3 separate regions of the Mus musculus genome follow, and all the other regions are linked to region 3. Evidence: chromatin contacts called from public Hi-C data. All regions are on one chromosome and are shown on one strand. Each heading gives the region's core, a stretch centred on a gene start, on an enhancer-like site or on the middle of the called end of the contact. The rest is flanking DNA. Distances are from core to core; before and after follow the strand shown. Region 1 holds the start of Chic2 (cysteine-rich hydrophobic domain 2). Region 2 overlaps Lnx1 (ligand of numb-protein X 1). Region 3 has its middle 110 kb from the start of Lnx1.

The links. Hi-C and Micro-C count contacts between places; a contact is called where the count stands out from the background.
Region 1: a Hi-C map of liver shows a contact between it and region 3, with 2.6 times the contacts expected there. The contact joins the promoter of Chic2 here to the enhancer-like site in region 3. A contact is called at or near these places in 3 of 39 promoter capture datasets (the 3T3-L1 cell line, the HPC-7 cell line and hippocampal neurons), 4 of 484 Hi-C or Micro-C datasets (liver, uterus and ventricular fibroblasts) and 2 of 115 datasets of contacts at active chromatin or transcription factors (craniofacial prominence and fibro-adipogenic progenitors).
Region 2: a Hi-C map of liver shows a contact between it and region 3, with 2.5 times the contacts expected there. The contact joins two enhancer-like sites. A contact is called at or near these places in 1 of 15 datasets of contacts at CTCF or cohesin (the NIH/3T3 cell line), 2 of 484 Hi-C or Micro-C datasets (embryonic fibroblasts and liver) and 1 of 115 datasets of contacts at active chromatin or transcription factors (embryonic stem cells).

The regions. Positions count from the first base shown.
Region 1 is chr5:75,043,248-75,045,947 of GRCm38.p6, forward strand. Chic2 (cysteine-rich hydrophobic domain 2) reads right to left here and starts at 1,394. Exons shown (of 6, transcript NM_028850.5): 1 at 933-1,394. The coding sequence starts at 1,051.
Region 2 is chr5:74,623,401-74,626,100 of GRCm38.p6, forward strand. It overlaps Lnx1 (ligand of numb-protein X 1), which reads right to left. Exons shown (of 11, transcript NM_001159577.1): 5 at 82-284. Among named protein-coding and RNA genes, the nearest start is that of Gm32304, 23 kb to the right of the region's middle. Within about 2 kb of position 1,446, at least 10 of the 459 cell types and tissues checked have an H3K27ac peak or open chromatin away from gene starts, as enhancers often do. A contact at or near this core is called in liver, where this site is marked.
Region 3 is chr5:74,812,227-74,814,926 of GRCm38.p6, forward strand. No RefSeq gene overlaps it. Among named protein-coding and RNA genes, the nearest start is that of Lnx1, 110 kb to the left of the region's middle. Within about 2 kb of position 1,370, at least 10 of the 459 cell types and tissues checked have an H3K27ac peak or open chromatin away from gene starts, as enhancers often do. A contact at or near this core is called in liver, where this site is marked.

The DNA.
Region 1 (2,700 bases), core at 144-2,643, 230 kb after region 3:
CAAAGGAGTATCAATACCCTAAGTTGTACAAACTCCGGATTTTATCAGGGAAATGTTACAAAACTTCCTTCTTCCGGACAACTCATTATTTGCCCCAAGTCTACATTCCTTTATTAGTCACGACCTTTCAGAATGCTTTCATCCCTTATTGTTTGAATAATATTGGGACTTTTGATGTTGCTAATAAACCTTACAGGGGCCCTTATCAAAGAAGCCAACCTAGGTCCGTGTCCCAAAACAGACCGGATTACAGGAAACTCGGTACTTGTAATTCCTTGTAAACAGATGTATCCTCCTCTTTTTTTCCGTCCACCTGTATACTTCTATCATACATAATTGACAGCAACTCGAATCAGTTTTGCAGAAATTTACTCTTGAGGAACTGGGAAGCCCCTACGTGTTATGTGTGATAGACACACGACAGTGAATCTCATTTACCAACTGCCACTGGGATCTTAACACCTCAGATCTGACCTCTGAGCCATATGTCAATAGGCTGTAAGTCAGGCAGAGTCCCAAAGAATAACGGGGGTGTGGGGGGTGTTACAAAGATGGATCCCACAAGATGTGTGTGTGTGTGTGTGTGTGTGTGTGTGAGTGTGTGCACCTCTAGCCTGTACCGATGGCCCATCAGGCAGACCCTAAAGAGCCATCTTCCCGGCTGGGACCCCACACATCCCCGCGGGCCACGGGGCCTGCTCCGGGGCTGTGGGAGGGAGGGGAGGCAGTGTCTGTCCCCACTTGGGAGTCCTAAACAAATGGAAGCAGAGCAAGTTCTCACTTCCTGATCGCCGGAGCTTCCCCCAAGGCCCCCGTCCCGCGCCAGTCACCGGGGACGGGGGTTTAAGAAAAGGAGGACCCCCAGGGGTCCCAGGGCCCACCCCGCCCGCGCCTCGCCACCCGTCCTCGTCCTAGCCCTCGCAGGGCCTTACACGGTGACGTGACCGGAGCCGCGGACCACCACCGGGTCGGGCGAGTACTTGAGCAGCTGCTCCTCCAGGGCCCGCTCCTCGTCCTCCTCCTCCTCGTAGATTTCATCGAAATCCGCCATCCCGAGCCGGCGAGCCCCCCGCCCGGGGCCCTGGCTCTGGGGCGGCCGCGGGGAACGGCTGGTGAGGCGGCGGGCGCGGAGGCCGCGGAGCTGGCGCTCGGCAGTGTGGGCTCCGGCTACTGAGGAGACCTGGTCCCGGCCGCCGCCGTTGCCGCCGCCACCGCCGCCATTACCGTGGGCAGGAACAACAACACAATGTCAACATCCGCCGGGGCCGCCACCCCCGCCAGCGCCGCCGCCCGCGCCAGCGCCGCCGCCGTCGCCGCCGCAACTCCGGCAACCACAGCAACAGCCCGAGCCACCCGCAGCAGGAGCAGCCGGCTACCGCATCGCGAGACTTCCCGGGAGCGCGGGCGGGCGCGGGCGTGGGCGCGGGCGCGCGGGTGGGCGGGCGGGCGCGTTCACGCGGACGGTCTCGCGCGCTCCCGGGACGCCGGCCTCTTCCTCCGCTTCCACCCGGCGCGGCCCCGCCCTCCGGCTCCAGGGTCAGCGACCCGGAAGGCGGCGTCTGTGAGGATCGGGGGCGCTGACCCCGACTCGACTCCTAGAGCCAGGCTGGAGTAATCTGTAGCCCAAACAACGACAGCGGGCGAAGCCCCTGGCCGGACCAGAGAATCTGACTGCCGGTTTAATAAAACGTTTTTAGTCCACGATGCGAAGCAGAGTTGGTTGACTTTGCCAACTTGAGATTAACAAAGCAGTGCATTCTCTTTTTTTTTGTTGTTGTTGTTTGGTTTGGTTTGGTTTGGTTTGGTTTGGTTTGGTTTGGTTTGGTTTGGTTTGGTTTGGTTTGGTTTGGTTTGGTTTGGTTTGGTTTGGTTTTTCGAGACAGGGTTTCTCTGTGTAGCCCTGGCTGTCCTGGAACTCATTCTGTAGACCAGGCTGGCCTCGAATTCAGAAATCCCCCTGCCTCTGCCTCCCAAGTGTTGGGATTAAAGGCGTGCACCACCACTGCCCGGCAAACAGTGCTTTCCTGTCTACTGTCCTACCTGATTTTCCAAAATATCTCCAAAGCCAAATATTCTGTCCTTTTAGCCCAGGTTGTTTGTTTGTTTGTTTGTTTGTTAACAAGAAATCTCACCATCAATACTACCTAACAAAGTTGACAAGTTCTCTGTGTTCCAATTAAGAAGTTGCAGTTGTATGCTTCGTCTCTCTAGTGAAAAATGTTTTCTCCACAAGAGGGGATGGGGGAAGGGAGGAACAGTGGACTCATGGATCACCTTGGACCTGGTTTCACAATCAAGAGTCTGCCAAGCATCCAAACAACATAGGAACAGAACTGGACTCCTACGGCAAACTGGACCATGGGGTAACAAGAGTTCCTCATTGGTCTGGAAAGGAAAGAGGAGTTGTACTGGACCCAGTGTCCACAAACAGTTCTCTACGCAGTGTTCGCATCCTTCAAGTTCGTTTACGGGTCTTTGTCCAAGCAGAAAACGTACAAAGGTTAACATGAGAGTGGAAAATGCTGGACAACTTAATCCTGGAAAGATCTGGGGAAAAAAAAAAGGGCAGTGAGCTAGGCAGGGAAAAATAGTCGATGCGTCAGACTTATGCTTTCCCAGATTTATTCATTCAATAAACACTGAACCTACTGTGTGGTCAGCTGTGTGTGTGTGTGTGTGTGTGTGTGTGTGTGTGTGTGT
Region 2 (2,700 bases), core at 196-2,695, 190 kb before region 3:
AGGACTTAAATTATGTGCCACGCACAGCCTACAGCTCACAATCTTGTAGCCTATGGTTACAAGCTCACGCCTCATGGGCACCTTGAGAATGATGTCTCCTGGCAGCAGCCGTCCATCTCTGGCAATCACTCCATCGCGATAAATATGCTGGATGATGATGTGGACCAGCGGCGTCTCGCTGCCCCCCACCAGCCTTATGGAGAGGCTTTCGCTGGGATCCGCTCTGTTGATTTTGATGCTTGTAATTTCACCATCTGGAATCAGGTGAAACAACCTTGGGAAGACTGAAATGGACAGAAACAGTATTTGTTTCAGACATCTACTCCACGGGCATCTCCAGCCACTCTGAATGCCAAGCTAAACTGTTGACAGTTCCCTGTGTGTGGCACCACTTTCCTGCCTTGGTGCCAGCATTCTCTACTGGAATGTTTTTCATCCTGGGCTGAAACCCAGAATTTCCTTCAAGGCATGCACAAAATAATTCCAATTCAACTCTATCCCAATCTCTCTTTTCCTCATTGTCACTAAACACACGATTCCTATAGACTGTTCTCATGGCATCCAGCCTTCCATTACTGCTGTCTGTGTCCATCTCTCATATCACGATCTGGACTCCATAATCTGGCAACTGGCTTTGCTATCAGGCTCATGTAGCTGTCTTAACCTGGCTGTTCCCGATGTTAATTTGACAGACTGTTTCAATTAATGTTTAAACTACTCTGATTACATTGTGGAGGCGGCACTTTCTGGCTGTCCCATGGTTTTGTGCACAGATCTCTCTACACACTGGAGCCTCCGGCTGATGCTTACTGCTTGAATAGGAACGAACTAATGAACTGATGTCTTCAGGGAGTGAACTGTGATTTCATTACTTTCTTATCCAGGAACAAAAATAGAATCTGCTCTTCTGTCCTCTGCTGAGGTCATTTAGGAAGATCTGAGACTCTGCTTTTCAGGCCCCAGTAGTCATCAGCCCTCTGGCAGATACTGCTGTCAATCACAGCAGTCAAAAGACCTGGTTGACAGGCACGGAGAGGCCAAGGTCATGGTCTTACAGCCGTCTCCTTAAGACGTGTTCCTCATCTACCTGGATCACTGACCTCAGTGCTAAAGAGAAGATCAAAGATTGAGTGAGCCACTGTTGCCTAACCTTAGTATTTGACCTGAGTCAGCTTTCTCCAGGAGTCACGTCTTAGCTCCCTCCTTGTGGCTGTGGCAGACACAGAGTAGCTGTCTAGGTCACTCTGAGGCTACACAGTGACAGACAGTCCTTTATGAATGTGTGTGTGTGTGCAGAAAGGAAGCTGTGGAGTAATATGGCCTCAGAGTCGGTGAGGAATACCAGGCTTCTGAGGGTTAGCACATTTATGGCCTCAATAGTTCCCCAGGAATCATATGTTCACAGCCAGGTCAAAATCCACAGGGACAGGCCCTAGAGATCAAGAACTAACTGGCAGAAGCACTGACTGGCACTGTTTTCTAGTTCAGTTGGAACAGAAGTATTTAGAGGGGACACCAACTGCTGAGAACAAGTCACGCCTAGGCTAACTGGGAAGTGGCTCCTTTTGTGTAGCTCAGACACTTAGGATGCAGAGGAAGAGACATTCATGCCCAGCCTCACACTCTTAAATGATGTCCCTTAGAGCCAGACCAATGAGATCCTTGTGGCTTTGAAGGGTTAAAAACGTTTTTAAACTGCCAAAATTGTCCTAGACAGGACCTGAAAGAATTCGATCAAAATTTTTTGTCTAGAGATTGTAGGATTTAAGAATATTCTCTGTACATTGAACTAGGACATTGGGACTCTTGTCTTCAGTCCTCACTGACTGACACATGTGGATTCTAATCCCTGTTTCTGAGTGAAGAGTTAGATTGGCAGTGGGAAGGAGATGGAGGATGCAGGTTGGCCAGTAGCTGGGAGGCATTCGAAGCCACACAGGCACGTGAGGAAAGAGCATGGTGAGCAAGTGGTGGTGGTGGTGGTGGTGGGAGCGGCAGAGCCAAGCCAGGAGTCTCAGATGCTGTGCATGAATTTTCCAAAGCACAGTAAATAAAACACCTGGGACTTTAACCTTCAACCCCAAAGACAGTTTTGGAAGGTGTTAAAAGAGCCAGAAGCATCAAGTTAAAATCCTATGCTTGCACACACACACACTCTCTCTCTCTCTCTCAGTGTGTGTGTGTGTGTGTGTGTGTGTGTGTGGTTTTGTGTGTGTGACTTTGGACTACTTGCCTAACCTCTCTGGATCACTCTCCTTAGCTGTGAACTAGGATTGACAGTCTTTTTTTTTTTTTTTTTTTTTTTTTTTTTTTTTTGAGACAGGGTTTCTCTATATAGCCCTGGCTGTCCTGGAACTCACTTTGTAGACCAGGCCAGCCTCGAACTCAGAAATCCACCTGCCTCTGCCTCCCGAGTGCAGGGATTAAAGGCGTGTGCCACCACACAGTCTTTATCACTTCTCATTCTTTTGACACACACACGACTCTTTAGAGCATTTGCTGGTACGTGAAGAGCTGTTGTGACTTTCCATGTTATTGTTTTACTATAGAGTTTCATACGAACCAGATTGCTGCACACTTGCACGCCCACTACTCTTAAGAGGCAAACGTAGGAGGATCACGGCAAGTTTGAGGTCAGCCTGATCTACACAGTAAGTTCTAAGGCTAGCCAAGGCTACAACGTGAGGGCCTGTCTCAGAA
Region 3 (2,700 bases), core at 120-2,619:
GACCTCTAGAATAGCAGTCAGTGCTCTTAACCACTGAGCCATCTTTCTAGCTCCTAGTTGAGAATTCTAAACAGTGTAGTTGGTTATATTCATCTCCCTCCCTCACCCCACCCACAACCCCCTCCACCTACTCAACATCCTGTCAGGTTAGAGACGAAGGTGAGACTAATCGGCTGAGAATGGATATACTGGGACAAGAGGAAATTCCTCATGGGCACATAGTCTATTTAATTCTAGAACTGGTTGATGTTAAAGAGTTACGGAAGAAATCTCCCCACACCCACATGTGGCCATTACACATGGTAAATATGCAAAATTAGCAAACTTGGGAGGTGAGAAATAGACAGAGAAGCACAAGTTGGAAATTTTTCTCATCATTCAGAACTCAAGTCATTCAATACGGTGGAAAATTGAAACACGTTCCTAAAAAAATAATGACTCCAACCTTTTCACATTTTTCATGACTTCTTTTCTTAACCTTTTTCCCCCAAGAGGGAGTTTTAAGGAAATAACATCTTTTGTGTTAAAGAGCATTGAACAAAAAGACAACAACTTCTTCAACTCCCTAATGTTAAATTCAATTATTTTAGTGTGCACAAATATGCTCACATTTCTGTAAAGCTGTCTCTGCTTGAGTCTCTCTTTCACACTCTCAGTAGCATATCTTGTCTCCATCTATCTACATATCTATCTATCTATCTACAATATTTATGTATCTATCTGTATATCAATGTATCAATCTATATATCTACATATCTATCCATCTACATATCTATCTGTCTATCTATCTATCTATCTATCTATCTATCTATCTATCTATCTATCTAGAGATAGATTCTCTTAGATTCTCTCCCCGCCCTCCATCTCCCAAATTTACTGGCATCATCCCATTTAGTTTTTACAACACGCCCATGAACTAGGCATTGCTGTCATTCTATAGACAAATGCACTTTATTCTTAAATCCCTTTGGGAGGAGACAGAGGCTTTAACAACAAGGAGGGCAAAGATTTGCACTATACATGTGATGAAAACAATTGAAATGAATATCAATAATGTCTCTGAAAATGTAACTGAGGGCAGGGGCAGACCCTCCTAGTTCAGTAGGCCTGGGCCCAGAAAACTGGAATCCACTGGCTCCTAGAAGTTAGGGGTGGCCCGACTTCCCAGCCTTACCAAGAGGGTGATCCAGAGTCCACCCTGCAGGAGAGAGGACAGAAGAACAAAGGTCAAAAGGCCCTATGCCAAACCCTACAAAATTAGCATATTCAAAACAAGTTGGCAAAGAAAAGGTTTGAAAACTCTCAGCAGGGGCAGCCAACTAAAGCCAGTGCCACTGCCAAAGGTACAGAGCCACTCTGGAGGAGTGGAGGAGCATAGTGAATAATCTGGCTCATTAGGATGACAAAACACACCCCCGGGGGTGGAGCTTTAGGATGCTAATGAGGCATGTGACTCACAGGTACCTGTAGAACTTCACGAAACAGATAGAACACAGAAGAAAGAGGAGGTAGAGGCACTGCAAATTCTGCAAAGCTTGCGCAAAGGGAACTAAGCTCCCAGCACTTGGCAGGGCCTCTGAGCTGCTAAGTTTCACCCGTCTGTACTTAACCATCTTCTGCTGCTTGCCAGGGCCGTTCATCTTGACAAATTGTCCCTGCTTCCTTTGCAGTCATGTGCCTGTTTATTTCTTTGTTCTGCAATGCAAGAGGCTGAACCTCTCTCTGGGTGTGGGGGTGGGAGATGGGGGGTGGAGGTAGGGGTGCCTTCTGAACCCAACTAGCATTACAATATCACTGGGAGCAGGCACCTTCTACAGTTAGGTCTCTGGCGGTTTAAAAATAAGAAATAGCACTCTAAGAAAGATAAACTTAGGGAGGGAGAAAACTGTGCCAACTTTTTCAGTGTTACATCTCTGACTGTCAACATCACACCATTGATAGCAGGTAGCATGGGTGACTATGCAGAAGGAAAGGATGAGTGAAGGGAGGGGAGAAAGGCAGGAAGGGAAGGAAAAGAGGAAGGGAGGGAAGGAAGAGAGGAAGGGAGGGAAGGAAAGGGGAGGGGAAGGGAAGGGAGAGAAGGAGGGAGGGAAGGAGGGAGGGAAGAAAAGGGGGAGGAGGGAAGGAAGAGAAGGAGGGAGGGAAGGAGGGAGGGAAGAAAAGGGGGAGGAGGGAAGGAAGAGAAGGAGGGAGGGAGGGAAAGAAAACCTTTATAGCCTCTCTTTTATAGGCTCTTCTTGCATACCAGTAGCATCTTAGGAGCATTGGTGCCCCCTTCCCACCTGGCATGAGACACATGCACTCTGCAGATGATGAAGTAAAACAAACAAAAAAAACAAAAAACAAAAAAAAAGAGGGCAAGATTCTGCTTAAGCCACAGTCAAGGTCCTAGATGGCTTAGCAGACTTCTCCACAGCAGAGAAATGCACAGCGTGTTTAAGCAGCCTGTATGTTGAGGTCTATGAAACAGCGGTCTGGCTCTTGACTAGTTCCAGCTGACCCAACATGCTCAAATAGCAGCCATAACTCTCAGGATACTGAATCCACAGACGTTTCTGTAGTGCAGTCTTTGTTACCGTAAAGTGCCATACTTCTGGAAATTTGACTGGGTTGGTGGTGCTATTGGGCTGAACGACTACCAGTTGCAAAGGGTTTTTGGATCCTAGGTATGGTTGGACTATTAAGAGTTAGGTGTTTGAT